2 separate regions of the Mus musculus genome follow, and region 2 is linked to region 1. A link is a contact called in public promoter capture Hi-C data. All regions are on one chromosome and are shown on one strand. The core of a region is the stretch at or near the end of the contact, and the rest is flanking DNA. Distances in the headings are between cores, read along the strand shown. Region 1 holds the start of Cbwd1 (COBW domain containing 1). Region 2 holds the start of Pum3 (pumilio RNA-binding family member 3).

Region 1 (3,116 bases), core at 128-2,627:
ACCTGTTTTTCACCAATTAATTTTTCCAGTCTGGATATGTGGCATTTTGTTTGTCTATCAGTTGATGGGTGTTTAGAGTACATTGAACACCCAATGTATATAACTTATTAAAACCTCATTTTGAGGGGCTGGAGAGAGAGCTCAGCATTTAAGAGCACTGACTGCTCTTCTAGAGGTCCTGAGTTCAATTCCCAGCAACCATATGGTCGTTCACAGCCATCTGTAATGGGATCTGATGCCCACAGAGCAATGCTTGCTAGCCCCTCTTAAAGCCTGAAATTAAACATGGTCAAAACACATAAAAAGATGCTCAGTTTTGTTCAAATCCAAAGAAATACAACTGATGATCACATTGAGGTACTATTTTGTATTTAATTGGGAAAAAAATTCATGTCTGCTAATATTGACATTACACCAATATGATCTCTTACATTGTTGGGAAAATGTATGACTGTCTCAAAATGAAACAAAACAGCAACACCTGAAAACAATTGACAGGAAATTCAGTAGTGAAGCTGGAAATCCAGCAAACCCCAAGAGAGTATACATTGAATGGTACTCTTTTTTATGAAATTGAAAAACAAACAATGGTCAATGTTATTTATGTGCGTGTGTATAAGGACAAACCATAACAAACACATAAAGGAATGTTCAGTATTCCCAAGAAGATTCATGATTATAGTTAGTATTCTAGGCTGGGGTAGAAGAGATGCAATTTAATGTTTTTGGGTTAGGGTACTATCAAGGAATCCACTATAAACACACACAAAGGAGTCCAGAGACTAATGAGAATATTATGAACCAATAAATACAATTATTGATCTGAGTTTACCTTATGTCCAAGTAAAGGAGAAAGAAAAATAAATAAAACTATTACATTGTAAAAGATGAGATAGCTATAATACATAATTATCATTGTAGAATAATTATAATATATAGCATGACTTCACAATTACTCTTTTCCTTGTGAATGAAAGAGATGGACTTCATGAGAATAAAAAAAAAATGGCAACTTGAAAAATGTCTGTCCTGTGGTGAAGCTGCCCAAGCCTAATAGGTGTTGCCTCAGCCCAAGCAACAGACAGTGGCTAACAGCTGGAGCCCACTACAGCTTCGAGGCAAGGGAGCTCCTAGCGTCCTAACAGCAAAGTGCAGTTTGGCCCACGGGCAGAGGGCACGCCCCTAGAGCGTGCTTCACACCCGGGGGGTGTGTCCCTCTCTATAAGGGGCGTGTCCACTGTGCGTGGGGGTGTATCTATCTCTGCGTAGGGGCGTGCCTCCCCCGGGAAGGCGTGTCTAGTTTGAATAGTGGCGTAGCTGGAGGGCGGGCTGGTTCCTCAGAGGCCTGCTCCGCGACGCGTTGTGGTGACATCATCAGCCCCGCGCCGACTGAATCCTGTCGCGGAAACGCGACTGGCGGCAGCTCTTTAGTTCTGGAGTCACTGGTGTCCTGCTGGCGGCATGTTACCTGCTGTGAAAACTGTGGAGGCGGAAGAAGAGTACGCGGAGGATTGTCCTGAATTGGTCCCCATTGAGACCAAGAACCAAGAAGAGGAAAATCTTGACTTCATCACTAAGATTCCAGTCACAATTGTCACCGGGTACTTAGGTAATTAAGGGGGGCTGCCGTGTCTCCTCAGGCACCCGGGCCTCCTGGCCGAGGACGAATCTTCGAGGTAGGGGCTGGGGCCTCTCTTCTAGCATTTTCAAAGGTAGTTTTGAAACTCAGACTCACCTAATGTTATGGTCTCTTGATTAAGTTGTCTTTCATTTGTGAAGCTCATCTCCCCTCAGTTTAGAGTAGAAATAATAAAGTCATCTGAGTTTTCTCATTAAAAAACAGAAAAACAAAAAACCAAAGCAAAACAAAGCCAAATGGTCTATTGTTATTAAAGGATGCCCTGGTCAAGGAAAAAAAAAAAAAAAGAAAGAAAAAGAAAACAAAGATGCCGACTGTAGATTGCCTGACACCTTGCTTAGTGGATTCCATTTCACAGGAACCAAACTCTTCCAGCCATTAGTGACAAGTCCTAAACTGTGCCCTCCCCTTTTGAGGTCCGCTTGGAAAGCACTGTTAAGAGATTGATTTAGAGTAAGACCTTTGTTTTGGGAACTTTCCTAAGCTGGGGGTCTTGAGGGTGCACCTCGGGGGTGTGGTCCTTGGAAAACACAGATTTGTGAAACACGGTGCAGTTTTCTGAAGATCAGTCCACGTGCTTATTTTTTGTTGGAAATGTCTAGATATCCTTTTAAAGCATTACAGTTAACAGCAACAACAAGTAAGTGGCTGAAAATGTGGACAAATAAAAATTGTGGAAAAAATATGAATCAAGTGGTACTCTCATTCCTGTGTGTTGCAACAGACAAGTTGAATCTCGGTGCACCCTTTAGATACAACAAAGAAATCACTGTTGTCTCCACACCACCAGGTTTTGTTTGTTTGTTTGTTTGTTTGTTTGTTTTTCCCCTTCTAGAGTCAGACCAAGGATATTCTAGATTTTACTTGGGCTTCATTTTTATAAAGGAATAACGTTTTGGATTCAGATGCTATTCTATAGAATCAGAGCAAATTTCCTGGTCCAAAGAACATACTTCAGAGTTGGCCCTTGGCCTTTCTGCATTTGGCTTACTGATAGATGAAAGGGACAATACAGGTAATGGCCTGAAGCTCTGAGATCAGGACTAACTCCACCAACCTCCTTGTTCCTGACTGAACCTAGGGGACAGCTGGCCTCCTGTGTCTTTTTTTAAATTTTGATATACCGGGAACACTGTTCCACTAGCCTCCACATTTTCGTTGTTTTTCAACCTATTTCTCTGGCTTCCATCCTTCAGATTCACTTCTGTATAGTTTTTAGTTTAATGTCTTACAGGCATTTCCATACTTAACATGTCCAACACTCTGGACACTAATAATTTCTCAAATCCTGCTCCTGAGATTCCCAACCATCTGCAACACTAACAATATTTCCTCCTAACTCTGGTAGTCCTGAGTCTCCCTGCTCCTTAATATATCTTGGTGCTAGCCCTACCTTTCACCAAAGTGTTGCTTGATTGTCACATCCTTTAGTGGGTTCTACTTGGGTGAAAACTTAAGTTCCTTAGCAGGAATTCAA
Region 2 (3,186 bases), core at 129-2,628, 2.5 Mb before region 1:
TTAAAGGCTGTAATAGCCATTCCCAGCCCAGGTCTCGCCGTACAAGAAAAAAGTAAAATAAAATCCCAGACCACCCTGGAAAGTAACCCCCCACCCCAGAATCCTGATATATTTCCCCATCCCCCAATTCTGCCCAGTTCTCTGTTGCTTCTCTTCCAAGCAGGGCAACCACCCTCCTTAGCTTTTCCCTCCAAATTAATCCCTTGCCTGAGCTTAGTTGTGCAGCAAGACTTTGTGGTATTCCTTGGCTCCTGACTGCCAGGATACCTTTTGGAGCAGAACTGTCACAGGGAAAATTTTCTATGAGCCAGAGCAAAGCTGTAACACCTGCATCAGGGAAACTTTCCCAGCAGCTGAAGCCTTCCCCTAACAGAGCCGTAACACTTAAAGATGTGTTACCAGCGACACAAGAGACAGTGTCCACAGGGAATTATAGTCTCTAAGCTTATTTGCAAGCTATCTTAACAAACTGACAAGTGTTCTCACAACAAAGACGGAAGAGAATGAAAGGCAGGGGCAGGAGTCAGGTATAAGCCAAGGAACGTCTGAAGCACCAGATGCTGAAGATACATGGGACGTCCACTCACTCCTTGGGGCTTCAAAAAGGGCCCCCTGCTCAACCAACTAACATCTGCATTTCAGAACAGTTAGGCAGTAAGGTTCTGTTGTTTGGCGCGACGTGGGATCCCCTGGAACTGCCGCCATGTAGGTGCTGGGAAATGAACCCAAGTCCTCTCCAAGAGCAGAAAACAGCTTAGCCATCTCTGCAGCCCCCAAGACCAAGTTTGTTTCTATTGCTTCCTCGCTAAAATGGAGTAATACCTTAAATATATATCCTAAAGTGGAACCGTGGGGGAAAAAATGCATGCCCAAGAACGGGCCTACATTAAAAACGCCACACACACATTTATGGAAAGAGCTTTTCACAATATTTGACTGTGCTCCGTTCTTTACACTTATGGTTCCCGAGGGATCTAATTTATCCGGAGATTCGCAGCTAGGGTGGGAAATAAGGGAGACATGGGTGTTGGCAAACACGATTACAACAGAAGAGACTCCGGTACAGCTTTTACCCTCCAGGCTAGACTAACGACGCAAACAGACACTAACGAGCGAGCTGTCCCAACGCTAACCCAGCTTGCAGACTTCGCTGTCTTTTAACTCCTTCAGGACCTGGGTGGCCCTCGCGAGAACCCGCGTCGTTCCCAGAAATCTGCAGGCTCAAGCGTCACTTTCCCAAGCCACGGACTCGTCTTCCACGGGACGGATCCCTTCGAGGGCCAAAACTCATGCAGCCCTCTCAGACGAGAGGTGTGGCGAAAATGGACCAACAGGAACTACGGATTTCGTGTTTCCTAAGCTCCACCCCTTGACCCCAGTACCAGGACGTAACGCTACAATCAGCGGATCCGGGGCGGGGCAGAACGCGGAAGCGGAAGCGGAAGCGGCGGGGGGTGGTGGCGGAACTCTGCGAGTTTCTGCCCCACGTGTGCGGTGAGTGTTGTGGAGAGTTTGGTGCGGGAAGTGTGGGGCGAGTGTCCGCCGGCCGCTCGGGAGCGGGGAGCTCTGCGGGGTGGTGGGCGAGCGGCGTCTTCAGCTCCATCTCCGGGACGGTCTACCTGGCCGCTTCTCTGGCCCGGAGTTGGAGGAACCCTGGCGAGGGCAGGGGTTAAGCCCTCTCTGTTAACTTGATTATTGTAGAGCTAAAGGAACAAGTTTCGCTGTCAAACTCCGGCCTGTGCGAGTCACAGTCAGCCCACTCGTCCCGTGTCAGACGTTGTGCATAGGAGCAGTGCAGGGAAAACTGAAGCGATCCATAAGCCAAGCATGATGGGAGGCAAGAGTATTTTAAACAGAGGCAGTGGGATGTCCCGGAGGTGGAAGTCAGGAGTAAGGCGCGGACTGGACAAAGAGGAAGGTAGAACTGTGGAGCCTTGGTGTCGAGTCTCTTTATTTTTGTGTAGTGGGAAGTATTTTGCTTTGTGTTCCTAGGCATATAAAATAATGAAGGATTATTAGAAAAGATCGGGAGGCTCATGGTAGGTCTTGACTCTCTTAAGGAGATTTTTGATGATTTGCATTGAGTGTTGGTAGTAGAGACAGAGGTATCTTTAAGGAGACTGCAGGATAACTTACTGTTGGGTACACGATGACTACCAAAGAAGTGAACATCAGGAGCCGTGCTCCAGTTTTCTCTCTGCGAAGTGGAGTAGATGGTCCCCGTTGAATACAGCAGGAATAGACAGGGAGAGAAAGATAGTAATTTGTAGTGGAATGCAGAGGATTGTGTCTCAGACATTAAGCATAAGACGCCAGTTATATACATAATCAAGAAGTGTTGAGGACTCAGGTCTGTGTAGGACGTTATCTCAGGGTCCCAAGGCTGCACAGTCTAGAATACCTAATTTGCTTGTCTTGCTCTTGGATTAGCCGTTAATTTGATTGCTTAGTAACTTGGTGAACAGTGCTTTAAGTGACCAGGGTTAACATCATCATGACTGCCGCATAGCTTTGTCACTGTGAGAGCAGCACTTCTTTGCTGTCATGTGCCACCCCTTCCCCTGGCCCAAGCATAACCTCAGTCTAATAATGAAAATCTTAAACTCCCAAAGGGGACATAACCTGGAAAAAAGGACATGAGGTGGCTACATTAACTGTATCTTGGAATAGGAAGAGGACAGGAATGAGAAAATTGATTTCCAAATAAACCCTGTGTTATACTAGTGTTATTTTCATAAGTTTCATTACACTGTCTTATTAAGTTGTCAGTGGGGAAGCTGGGTAATAGATCTATAGGCTCTATATCGTTTTAACTCTAATGTAAGAGGCATAGTTTTAAAATAGAGTATGTAAATAAGGTTTTTCTAGACAGCTACATGTGAGGGCCATTGGCACAATTGCTTAGCATGTGGTAGTACATGAAACCTACATGCAGAAATGCAAATGCGAATGTGATGTCTTACCAGGTAATAAAATGAAAAAGTGAAAAAGAGATGCCCCGCAGGAAGCTGAGCAGGTCCTGTGCTGGAATTATAGATCTGTACCCTGTGTATACACTGCTGGGCATCAAACCCACTGCATTTTCCAGAGTGTTTCCTGGACAAATTTGGTTCTATTAGGTTTAGGAAGTCTTGTGCAATGGATAGTTCATAGTAGCAAATTAGAGAATTTGGAAAATCTTTACTT

The links. Promoter capture Hi-C pulls out the DNA fragments that hold promoters and counts their contacts.
Region 2: a promoter capture Hi-C map of liver shows a contact between it and region 1, with 3 times the contacts expected there. A contact is called at or near these places in 3 of 39 promoter capture datasets (hippocampal neurons, liver and pre-B cells), 3 of 484 Hi-C or Micro-C datasets (CD8 T cells, the G1E-ER4 cell line and muscle stem cells) and 1 of 9 other capture datasets (adipose tissue).

The regions. Positions count from the first base shown.
Region 1 is chr19:24,959,877-24,962,992 of GRCm38.p6, reverse strand. It overlaps Cbwd1 (COBW domain containing 1), which reads left to right and starts at 1,377. Exons shown (of 15, transcript NM_146097.3): 1 at 1,377-1,609. The coding sequence starts at 1,462.
Region 2 is chr19:27,428,100-27,431,285 of GRCm38.p6, reverse strand. It overlaps Pum3 (pumilio RNA-binding family member 3), which reads left to right and starts at 1,378. Exons shown (of 18, transcript NM_177474.5): 1 at 1,378-1,494. It overlaps C030016D13Rik (RIKEN cDNA C030016D13 gene), which reads right to left and starts at 1,249. Exons shown (of 1, transcript NR_027987.1): 1 at 1-1,249.